Regions from separate parts of the Sus scrofa genome. Here region 2 is linked to region 1. Evidence: chromatin contacts called from public HiChIP or PLAC-seq data. All regions are on one chromosome and are shown on one strand. The core of a region is the stretch at or near the end of the contact, and the rest is flanking DNA. Distances in the headings are between cores, read along the strand shown.

Region 1 (5,897 bases), core at 1,061-3,560:
GGCAAATCTATTGTTATAATTATTTTCACTGTTTCTTTTTACTGTTTTTGGTTTTGTTTTGTTTTTGCTTTTTAAGGGCCTCACCTGCAGCATATGGAAATTCCCAGGCTAGGGGTCAAATCAGAGCCTGCAGCTGCTGGTCAGTGCCACAGCCACATCAGGCCAGATCTAAGCTACAGCTGTGACCTACACCACAGCTTTCAACAATCCCGGATCCTTAACCCACTGAATGACGCCAGGGATTGAACCAACATCCTCATGGACACTATGTTGGGTTCTTAACCCCCGAGCCACAATGAGAACTCCTCTTTTTACTATTTTAATGTGGCTACAAGACACTTTAAATGACATGTGTGGCTTACATTATATTTCTGTTGGACATTGTTAGCCCAGTTGCCTCCCTCAGTGTGACAAGGCCAGAGCAGGAAAACCAGATGCTCAATCTTTTTTTTTTTTTTTTGTCTTTTTAGGTCTGCACCACAGCATATGCAGGTTCCCAGGCTAGGGGTTGAATCAGAGCCGTAGCTGCCAGCCTACACCACAGCCACAGCCCCGCCAAATCCGAGCCGTGTCTGCGACCTACACCACAGCTCATGGCAATGCCAGATACTTAACCCACTGAGTGAGGCCAGGGATCGAACCTGCATCCTCACGGATGTTAGTCGGATTCGTTTCTGCTGAGCCACGACAGGAACTCCAGAGGCTCGATCTTATAGGGAAGGGCTCTCGGGCCTGGCTTCATGAGCAGACAGGGCAATGCAGAAAGTCAGAGTTATCCTGGCAGAACTGAGAGAAGTCTGTCATCCTTCAGCTTGCCCCTCAGTATCAGGAACTCTGAATTGATATTTTTTACTGAATCCTATAGATAGATACTGTATGAGCAGTACAATTATGACATTTATGGAGTTGTTAAAAGTTCAAGTGTTTTCAGTACAAACATTTATATATTCCATGGCTTTTTCAACTGTTTTGTTATTTCTTTTTATAACACTGTAAGCAGCAAAACATGGCAATGGCCTGGCCTCTGTGTACCTCTGAGAGGCCGTCACAAATTCCAGCTTGACATGCATAAACAAATTGAGTTCTTGATGTCTAAGGAATTAATACATTCTTTTTTTAAAAAAAATTGAACTGTAGTTAATTTACAATATTATGTTAGTTTCAGGTGTACAGCAAGGTGGTTCAGCTATACACACACATACTTTTTTTTTTCCTTTTTTCTCTATCTTTTTAGGGTCACACCCTTTGCATATTGAAGATCCCAGGCTAGGGGTTCTGCAGCTGCCACCCTACGACGCAGCCACAGCCACTCGGGAATCCAGCTACGTCTGTGACCTGCACCACAGCTCACAGCAATACAGGATCCTTAACCCACTGAGTGAGGCTAAGGATCGAACCTGGGTCCTCATGGATACTAGTCGGGTTTGTCGCCACTGAGCCACAGTGGGAATTCCTATATATTCTTTTTGAGATTCTTTTCCATTATAGGTATTACAAGATACTGTTTATCAGTTCCTTATGCTATACATTGTGCTTGTTGTTTAATCCCTTTTATATATAGAGGTGTGTATCTGTTAACCCCATACACCTTATTTATCTTCCCCTCTTTCCCTTTGGTCTCCATAAGTTTGTTTTCTATGTCTGTGAGTCTGTTTCTGTTTTGTGAATAAGTTAATTTGTATTATTTTTTAGATTCCACATAAAAGTGATATAATATTTGTCTGACTTACTCACTTAGTATGAGAATCTCTAGGTCCTTCTGTGTTGTTGCAAATGGCATTATTTCATTCTTTCTTATGGTTGAGTAATAGTCCATTGTATATATGGACCATACCATCTTCATCCATTCTTCCGTCACTGGACACTTAAGTTACTTCCATGTCTTAGCTGTTGTAACTACATGTATGTTCTTCATCTTTTAAGCTCCATATTTTATGTGGTCTGAAGATATATTTGCTTTCAAAAGCAACTCAGAAAAGCACAGAATAGAGAAGGCCATGTTCCAAAAGGACAGAAGCTCTTGCAGAGTTGAGTTCGGTTGCCCGAGGTCTTCTTGTCTTTACTGGGAGGAAGTGGGTGGCCCCAGCACAGAGATGGGGTGCCCCGGAAGAGTCCAGGGGTGAGGAGTTAGGCTGGCCTCTCCAGCCCAGTCAGGATGCTTTGAGGGAGATTTTCTTTTGGCTTTGACCTAGCTTGACTTTTTTCTCCCTTTTCTTGCAGTGAAATATGAGGAGTTATACTGCTTTTCATTCAACCCCAAGCTGGATAGGGAAGAAAGGGAACAAGGCTGGATGCTCATCGATCTCAGTGAAGAATACAAGCGAATGGGCTCCTCGATAATTACTGGCAGCTCAGCGACGTGAACAGAGATTACAGAGTGAGTACGGAGGCATTTAGTGAAATGCAGATACTTAATCCAGATGAAAACATGATTTTCACATAGCTCAGCAAGACTCCTCTTTCATCTCCTTTAGTTTTGCTAGCTCTTTCTAGGTGCTAATATGTGGATTTCCAAGTGTCCTTCGGTCATGGTCAGCTCTGTTCCCTACCTGCGTGCAGCTGGAATCAGGAAGTTTGAACGAAGCAGCCTTAGAGAGCATCCCCTCTAATGGTGGAAGGACTGGAAACCTGGAGAGGCCCCAAAGCCACCCTCTCAGCCAGGCATTTCAGGGGAGAGCTGGCCAGCACCTCCCTCTCCCATCAAGTCTTTTTATAGCCCAGTGAGTGATGAGTGGGGATGTCACAGAGGCTCTGATGGCAGTTTGGCACCAGCCCGTTTCTGTACTCACTGAACTCTTGATTGGTACACAAGGTCACCAGGAGGCTTCCCCAGAGAAATGTGGGGAAACACGTCTGCAGTTACAAGGGAATGGGAGGCGGAGGGAAGCATGCATGGCCAAACTGATTCCATAGTCTCCTGATGGTGGACTCACAAATCACTGTTGCTTCTCCTATTAATTTTCATTTATTTATGTATTTATTTGCTTTTTAGAGCCCCTTCTGCAGCATATGGAGGTTCCTAGGCTAGGGCTCAAATCGGAGCTGCAGCTGCCAGCCTACGCCACAGCCACAGCAATGCAGGATCTGAGCTGTGTCTTCAACCAACCCCACAGCTCATGGCAATGCCAGATCCTTTACCCACTGAGCGAGGCCAGGGATCAAACCTGCATCCTCATGGATGCTAGTCGGGTTCGTAACACTGAGCCACAATGGGAACTCTGGTCTCCTGTTAATTTTTCAAGTGTTTTCAGTAATAAAAGTACAGTAAAAGCATTGCAGAGAATTTTCAAAAGAGAGAAAGAAGAAAAAACCTCCACCATCCCATTGCCCTAACATTCTTCTAGTAGGTTTTAAATGTTTTATTCAGTTTCTCTTTTCTCACCTGCACAGTTTAATAACTTTTTTCTTACATGGTAATGCATTTCATTCTTTATGGTTGGAAAATATAGAGAAAAAAGAACCGTTCAAATATATACAACAAAAATGGAATCATATTACAGATGCCTTGCATTTTACTTTTCTTCACATAGCATATTATGAATGTTTTCCTGTCAATAAATATATTTTATATCATTTTAAAACATGTAATATGACATAGTATGGCTATATCCTAGCTATCTAATCTCCTTTTAAGGAGATATTTATGTATTATTTTTAGGGTATCATTTAATCCTCAGAAGTTTTGATTTGTTAGTGTTTCCTATTTTGTGTCATGCTTTTAGCATATTGTTTTTTAAAAAAATCTTGTTATATTTGCTAACTTTTGTCCCAGTTTATGCTATACAATTTCCATAGTTACATTTTTACTAATTATGGTCATTTATAGTTTTATTATAAATCTTATTATCTAATAGGTCAGGTCCTTCTGTGTCCTTCTCCTGAATATCTTGAATTTAGAGATTATTGGGGATAGAATGGCCACTTTCATGATACTGGATTTTCTTTGTAATTGCACTTATGTCAAACAATCACAATCTTATACTGTGAGTAGACATTTGGGTTCTTTTTGTCTCAATCATTATAAGTATCTGGCTAATGTAATAGTTTGTTCCCATGCTAAGGCCAACCTTTGCAGCGAATTTTTAGCCTTGAAATGAAGGAAAATCCAAGCTTATTAAAGAAAATCCAGTTTATTTAAAAACACTCTAACATTTAAAAAAAATATGATGCACCCTTGGGTGAGGAAGAAAATGGGGCTAAGTCACATCGTATGGAATAATATTTTCTTGGAAACAGCGGTTCTGCCTCTTTTTGATGAGGTTTCTTCTAGACTTAAGCACCACAAACATGACTCACATTTAGTCACTTATGTCCTGCATTAGAGAGACTGCAAAACAGGAGTTACTCAGCATTTTTTCCAAAATTAACACACAGCAATCCAAAACTAACAATCAACAAATTGTGTTGAGACCAAAGAGGTGAAAACCCAGGGGATTTTCTGATTTTACACATGTCATTGAAATAAGGAGAAAGGTGGTAAATCATTTATTTATTTATTTATTTATTTTAACAATACATGCATATGAAATAAAGAGAGAAAGGTGGTAAACCCTCATTTATTACCCGTTTAGAAATGCAATAGAAGTTGGTTCTTTCAAGATATTTCTAACTAATAGCCCATTGGGAAGGTTATTTCATCATCTATTACTTTTGCTTTTAACCTCATGAGAAAAACGTCTACTTTTTCCTCCCGTATTTTATAAGAGTTCTTTCTTTCTTTTCACAAGTTCTCTGAGGTAAGTGGAGCTGGTGCTGTCCTCTGATGGAGAGGGAGCTGTTGCCCGTGGTGGAAGTAGTGGCCCACACAGAGCCAGAAACTTAGCTGCCAGAACCAGTGCTGGCCTTTTCTGTCCCTGCGGTCCTGGGCAGGCTAATTTTCATCATCATCTCTGTCATCGTTCGTCTTAAAAAGGCCAAGCGAGACATGTCAGTATTCTCGGCAGGCTAATTTATTTAGTGGAGAACAAAGAAAGTCACTCCTTATTAGTTTTTAATAAAACATGCAGAATGGTTTTAATTTAACCCACTTCTGTTGGCTAAGACAGAGTGAATGTAAAGCAAATTTGAAATTCAAGTATTTCCCACTTTTCTGAACTTCTCATATTCTCTCTGAATTTTCTTACGTAATTTTCTGCACCAGACAGAATTTTGGGAGGCTCATTGAGTGGTCTCAGAATCCACACTGCACGAGCTTGTTGCAAAACCAATAGCCACCAGTGCTCCCCAGGATCATTCTATTTCCACTGGGAAGGGCTGTCCACTTTCATGAAAGTGGGACGAATTTACTTTTGTCCAGTTTGGTTAAGAAGTGACATCTTGAACCTGAATTAGCTGGCACCCCAAGTCTATTTTCTGAAGGCATTTTAATTTCTCTTAGAGTTTCCCACGTAGAACTCGCCAACGCCTCATATTTAAGCACTGATTCTGGGGTCTCTGGGGACCCAAGAGTTCCTGCGCTTATGATGTTCTGCTCCTAGCTGGGTGGTCAGGCGTCAGGTGCAGCCTGACTGCTGACCACGGGCTTGGGTCGTTGAACTCTTGGCCCTGGGACGTGCCAGCCCCACAGGCCCACCTTTTCCTACTCTGCAGAGAGGGAGAGCCCTGTGACCCCAGAGGGCAGGAGGTCTTCCCTGCTGTCCTCAAGAAGAGCAGGGACCCTGAGCGGACCAACCTCATTTAGGTCTCGGGTAGGTTGGAGCCGCAAGCGTGGAGGAGAGTGGTCTCTGGTGTTGCCATTCTGTTATCGTTCCCTTATCAGTAGTGGTGCACGTGGGGCTGTGACCTGAGCCAAGCCGGCTCAGGCCTGGGGAGGCCATAAATGGACCCGGGGGGAGCTCCAGCACTTCCTGCTCACCTCTGTGCTATTCCCAAAAGCCAAGGCCCCACGTGATAAACAT
Region 2 (5,805 bases), core at 653-3,152, 170 kb before region 1:
TTGTGATGACAGCGGAGGGTCAGGAAAGATAAATGCCTCTAAACAATTCTGCAAATTTATGTTTAATTGAGATATAACTGACATGTAACATTGTATTACAAAGACATTTTAGAATTGAGTTATTTCACAATCTTCCAATGACACTGAATTTTAAAGCCCTTTTAATGCTCTTACTTTTTAATTATAAAGTAAATGTGCCTTAGAAATCTTATCACATCTGAACCACTAGTGGATACTTAAGGGGTTTCCTTTTGCATCCTCAGAACTCTAAGTCTCTTCCTCTGTCCCCAGCCTTGCTGCACAGGGGCTTAGGGGAAAGCCACCCAGCCCACCTTCACTGCAGAACCTTTCATGTCCGACAGGCGGCTATCCTCCCCAGGGCTCCAGCTCTCCCCTTGTGTAGCTCACGTTGCTGGAAGACCTTTCTTCCATGAAGTCCTCCTGTCACTTCTACCCACTGGTCTAATTCTGCCCCAAGAAAAAAACAGAAAGTCTTTTCATTCAAGTAATTCCAAGTGGCTGCTTTCCAAAGCTTTCCCTCCACTCAGATAAATACATTCACTCAAAGTACAACACCCAGGAAGTTCCCATTGTGGCTCAGCACAAACAAATCTGAACAGTGTCCATGAAGACTCAGGTTCAATGCCTGGCCTCACTCAGGGGTCAAGGACCCAGCATCGTTGTGACTGCAGTGTAGGTTGCAGACTCGGCTTAGATCTGGCGTTGCTGTGGCTGTGGTGTAGGCCTCAGCTGCATCTCCAATTCTACCCTGAGCCTGGGAACTTCCATATGCTGTGGGTGAGGCCCTGGAAAAGCAAAAAACAAAAAAAAAAAAAAAAAAAAACAAAGTATAAAACCCATACTAATAACCTCAAACTTAAAATATGACATTGCCAACAAGACAGAGCGCTCCACATGTGGTCAAACAGGTACATTAGACATTTGGTCTAATTTATTATCTCCATTCCATATACTTCTATTATTCTTTTTGTTTTGTTTTGAAGAGTCGCCTCAAACCCAGGCAGCACAGAGTGCAGAGCTCTTCTAGATCCAGCCCCTCGCCATCTCCTCTGCACATCTTCCACTCCTCACACGCTTGCACGACCCGGGCTCCCTCTTAACATCCTCAGACCTCCAAGTCTCTACTGCCTTCAGGCTTCCTGAACAGCTGTCTCTTCATTCGGGAAAGTTACTCCTCTCCCCTTTGCATGGAGCGCTCCCCATCCTCCTGACCCCTCCCCAGGCTAGATGAGGTCGCCCCATGGCTTGGTCTCATAGCACGCTGTATTTTTATGGAACTTCTTCTTTATCGTAATCATAATCAACCACTTGGTTAAACATGTTTAACTCCTCGTTATGGGTTGAACTGTGCTCTATTCATTAAAAAATATATATATATATATTTGGAAGTCCTAAGCCCTGGTACCTTACTTGGTGACTTTATTTGGAAACAGGGTCTTTGCTGGTGTTATCAGATGAAGGTGAGCTCTTTAGGGTGAGTCTTAATCCAATATAACTACTGCCTTATAAGAAGAGGAAAATGCCCCATGAAGACACAGACCCGAGGGAAGGATGCCATGTGATGACAGAGGCAGAAACTGGAGTGACATAGCTGCAAGCCAAGGAATACTTAAGATTGGCAGCCACCACCAAAGCCAGAGGAGGAAGAGGGAGACTTCTCTGAAGGCTTCAGAGGAGCATGGCCTTGCCCACTCCTTGATTTGGGGCTTCTAGTTTTCAGAACTGTGTGACAATACATTTTTTGTTATTTTAAGACACACAGTTTGTGGTACTTTTTTATGGAAACCTTTGAGAACTAGTATACTCCTTTATACTAAATGTTTCTGGAAAACAGGGTCTATCTATTACTCGCATGCTGCATTCCCTGTGTACACACAGGGACTAAAACATAGAGAGGAGTGCAGTACACATTTGTTAGGTGAATAAATGACTCATACTTGGTTTGTCATCAACTAAAACCCTCAGGTATTTTTTTTCTCAATGATATATACATAGACTATCTATATAGCCATAGCAATGCCAGATCTGAGACAAGTCTGTGACCTAATACACCACAGCTCATGGCAACACCGGATCCTTAACCCACTGAGAGAGGCCAGGGATCGAACCCTCATCCTCATGGATACTAGTTGGATTCATTTCTGCTGTGCCACAATGGGAACTCCAATGTCACTGCAAATTTAGCAAGCATGACTTTTATCTTAACCCAAGTAAATGATAAACACTGTTAAACGTGACAGGGCAAAGGACAGAGTACCATGGCATGCCATCAAGAATGTCCCTCCAAGCTGGCATCAACCCATTAATCAACACTCGGGGTACATCATGGAAACAATGGAAGATCCACATTCTTCTCCAGCTTACTCTAAAGTTATCACAACATACAGTATTAAAAGCTTTGCTGAGATGATAATATATTACATTTAAATTTCCAAAACCCATCAGTCTCATAGCCTTGTGAAAAGAGGGTATGGAGTTTCTCAGGCAAAACTATTCTTGGTGAACTTATGACACCTTTTGGAAATTGCTTACTTCTTTTCCAAGTACACACCACACATTCCTAGAATTTTGCTGGTAAACTATATCCAGCTCCCTGATCTGGGGTTTCCAGGATCTATAGTGGCCTCTATTTTGAAGAGTAACTGCCTCTTTAATTTCTGCTGCTCCCTTTCCTATACTTCAGGGGGCCTCCAAAATGACAGATGGTCACTCCACCCTCATATCTGCTCATTATTTAATTATCATGAGATGTAAGTATTCCAGGCCTAAAATTGTGAAATAGCATGAAGCAGCTATGTTCTCTCCCACTAACTTGAGCCTCAGGTTCCCTTTCTGTTCTCCCCCTTTGGTCAGAAAGCCACTCTTCTAAAGCCAAAAGCAGATCAGCCCTCCCTCAGTCACCTACTGCCACTCCTCCAAGGTCCCTTTTCTCCCACCTTTATGACTAAATATTTTGAAAAGATAAGAGCAAACATTCCGTGGCTATTTTTCATAGATTTGCATTTTATTCCTTTATCTTTTAAGTCTGAGCCCCTCAAATGAATTCCAGTGACAGCACAATGAACCCTTCTGGTTCCTCACACTGAGTATTCATATTCTGATCAAGGATGGTGACCATACCGCCATCCCTCCATATCTGCATATCTGTAGGGGATCCAATCCAGATTAGCCACAGGTACCAAACTCCCCAGATGCTCAACTCCCATAATCGGTCCTCTGTATTCACATGTTGGGCATCCGCGTTTACAGAGGGCCAACTCCATTTGTCTTTTCTTCTCTCCAAATGGTATTACTTTTTAGGGTTACTTGCAGTCCATAGAGTTCTACCCACAGTTTCTCTTGAGTATTCAGAAGTCTGATTTTTTAAAATCTAGGGTACACAGACTGAGTCCGCTAGAGGGTCATTGAGAATGTTCTAAGCAAATTATTTCCTTGTCACCGAGAGACACTTTATGATATTTACCAAAAAGTAGGGCAAGTGAAAATTCTTTGAACCTCCTAAACTCTTACTACACAACCTCCCCATTTCATTTATCTTATATCAACAAAAACCAAGTTTGTTTAAGAATCTTTCACAGGAAGGTTTCAACAAATCCCGATTGCGGGAAGGTCCCTCTTTACAAGCAGCAAAGCAGTGTTTCATCATCCACGGCCCAGTACCACTGAGTTGCTTAATGCACACCAAGCGTGAGCTGGCACACACCCAATCACTAGTGAGGCAGGCAGAAGGTGGAACTGGACCATGATCCTTTAAGGTAAGCAGCTCGTTGTCAAATTAAATCCCTGGCAAACAAATCCTTCTGGAACATCACTTATACCTCCCTTAGGACCTGCCATTCCTACAGTTCTCCTTTCTAGGACAGCTTTCTGTGAGTGTAAAGATAATTTACTGAAGAATCTGAAGAAAACACAACTACTACTAATCATTACAATGATGACTGTTGGCTACTTCCTTGTTTCATATTCTAGAGATTGTTTATTTGGTTTTTTTTTTTTAAGATTTCTAAACACTCCCTTTTCCTTCAAATCGTGAATATGTAGAACGAAAATATTCTTTCCAATGGTCTGATGAAGAGCCTCATGTAGCTTAAGACCCCCAGTGAAGGATACTATTCAACTTGAAAAGTCAAGGCAAATTTCTCTGGTGGGATGAAAGGATAACAGAAATGTAGCAAGAATATAGGGAAAATATGTGGGAAAACGGTTCCTCATTAGATTCCAACTTTAGATGCAGGGATAGAGTTTAGTTCTGAGTCATCTTTGACTCTTGCCCCAATCAATAATTTGGGGTAATTTCTCCACTTCCAAAAATTAAAGTGCTAGCCAAATGTACAGCTCAGAAAGCACAGGCAAACCAACCATGTATGCTGAGAGCTTGTTCTCAATGGAATATGTGGATCTGTATTTCCCCCCACGTCCCCTGCCATACAAACAAACAAGAAAAAAAAAAAAAAACCCTCAGGATTATATGTGAAAGGCACAGCTGTGTACCTAAATACGTAACCACTTCAGCCAATTATTTTACTCATTCCTGAAGTGGGGATTGAAGGGGAAGGGGTAAGCAAAATGCTTTTCATAGGCCCACTTTAACGGTAACAACCACAAAACAACTATTCCCACCTTTCTAGGCATCAAACAGACATTTTGGATTTTTTTGCCCTCATAAAAATGAAACACTTTAAAAATTCTAATGAGAGACAGGATTGAGATGGCAGAGTAGAAGGACTGGAGTTCACTTTTTCTCATAAAAGCAACACAATTACCACCAGCTGCTGAACAACTTTCAAACAAACAAGACTGCGAACTATCAAAAAAGATATCCTATCCTACTCTAGAAGACAAAAAGGAGGCCACATCAAGATGGTAGGGGGGCAATTATGCAATATAGGCTACACCATACATGCCAGGTGGGCAGCCGACAGACTGGAAAGTAACTGTATCACAGAGACTCACCTATGGGAGTGAGAGTTCTGAGCCCCATGTCAGGTCCCCACGCCTGGGGATTTAGCACTGGGAGAAGCAGCCCCCGGAACATTTGACAGTGAGGGCCAGTGGGGCTTGTGCACAGGAGCTCCAGGGGTCTGGGGGAAATGGAGACCCCATTCTTGAAAGGCACACACAGGCTTCCATGTACACTGGATCCCAGGGCAAAGCAGAGACTCCAAAGGAATTTGGGTGGGACCTGACTGCAGTTCTTGGAGGATCTCCTAGGAGAACAGGGGGTGACTGTGACTCATTGTGGGGAAGGACATTGGAGGAAAAGGTCTCAGGAATAATCATCAGCGTGTGTTCCTCTAGAAGTGGCCCTTTTGGAAAAACCTGTCCCTGCCCATCAGGGCTGAGAGGCTCCAGGCGAAACAATAATCTGGGTGGGAACACAGCCTCACCCATCAGCAAATGGCTGCCTAAAGACCGCCCCCCTCCCCAAGCATACAGCCACCTCTAATCTCACCCACAGACAAAGCACCACCCACTAGAGGGATAAGAATCAGCTCCACCTACCAGTGGGCAGGCATCAGTCCCTCCCAGCAGGAAAGCTACAGCAAACCCCCACACCAACTTCAGCCACAAGGGGGGCATACATTGGAAACAAGAGAGACTACAACTCTATTGTATGCAAAAAAGAGATCATACCAAAAATCTATACAAAATAAAAAGGCAGAAAATAATGACTCTGATAAGGGAGGAAGAAAAAAACTCAGAAAAACAGCTAGGTGATCTGGACATTATCAATCTCCATGAAAAAGACTTTAGACTGATGATAGTGAAGATGATTCAAGACAT

What was found. HiChIP or PLAC-seq counts read pairs in DNA pulled down with a chosen protein or histone mark.
Region 2: a contact with region 1 is called in an H3K27ac HiChIP or PLAC-seq map of skeletal muscle. The contact joins two enhancer-like sites. A contact is called at or near these places in 1 of 47 Hi-C or Micro-C datasets (brain) and 1 of 2 datasets of contacts at active chromatin or transcription factors (skeletal muscle).

What each region holds. Positions count from the first base shown.
Region 1 is chr17:5,058,649-5,064,545 of Sscrofa11.1, reverse strand. MTMR7 (myotubularin-related protein 7) reads left to right here. Exons shown (of 15, transcript XM_003134197.6): 4 at 2,221-2,331; 5 at 2,334-2,377. Among named protein-coding and RNA genes, the nearest start is that of MTMR7, 61 kb to the left of the region's middle. Within about 2 kb of position 2,310, at least 2 of the 83 cell types and tissues checked have an H3K27ac peak or open chromatin away from gene starts, as enhancers often do. A contact at or near this core is called in skeletal muscle, where this site is marked.
Region 2 is chr17:5,227,153-5,232,957 of Sscrofa11.1, reverse strand. All of the region lies in intron 1 of SLC7A2 (solute carrier family 7 member 2), which reads right to left. Among named protein-coding and RNA genes, the nearest start is that of SLC7A2, 38 kb to the right of the region's middle. Within about 2 kb of position 1,902, at least 3 of the 83 cell types and tissues checked have an H3K27ac peak or open chromatin away from gene starts, as enhancers often do. A contact at or near this core is called in skeletal muscle, where this site is marked.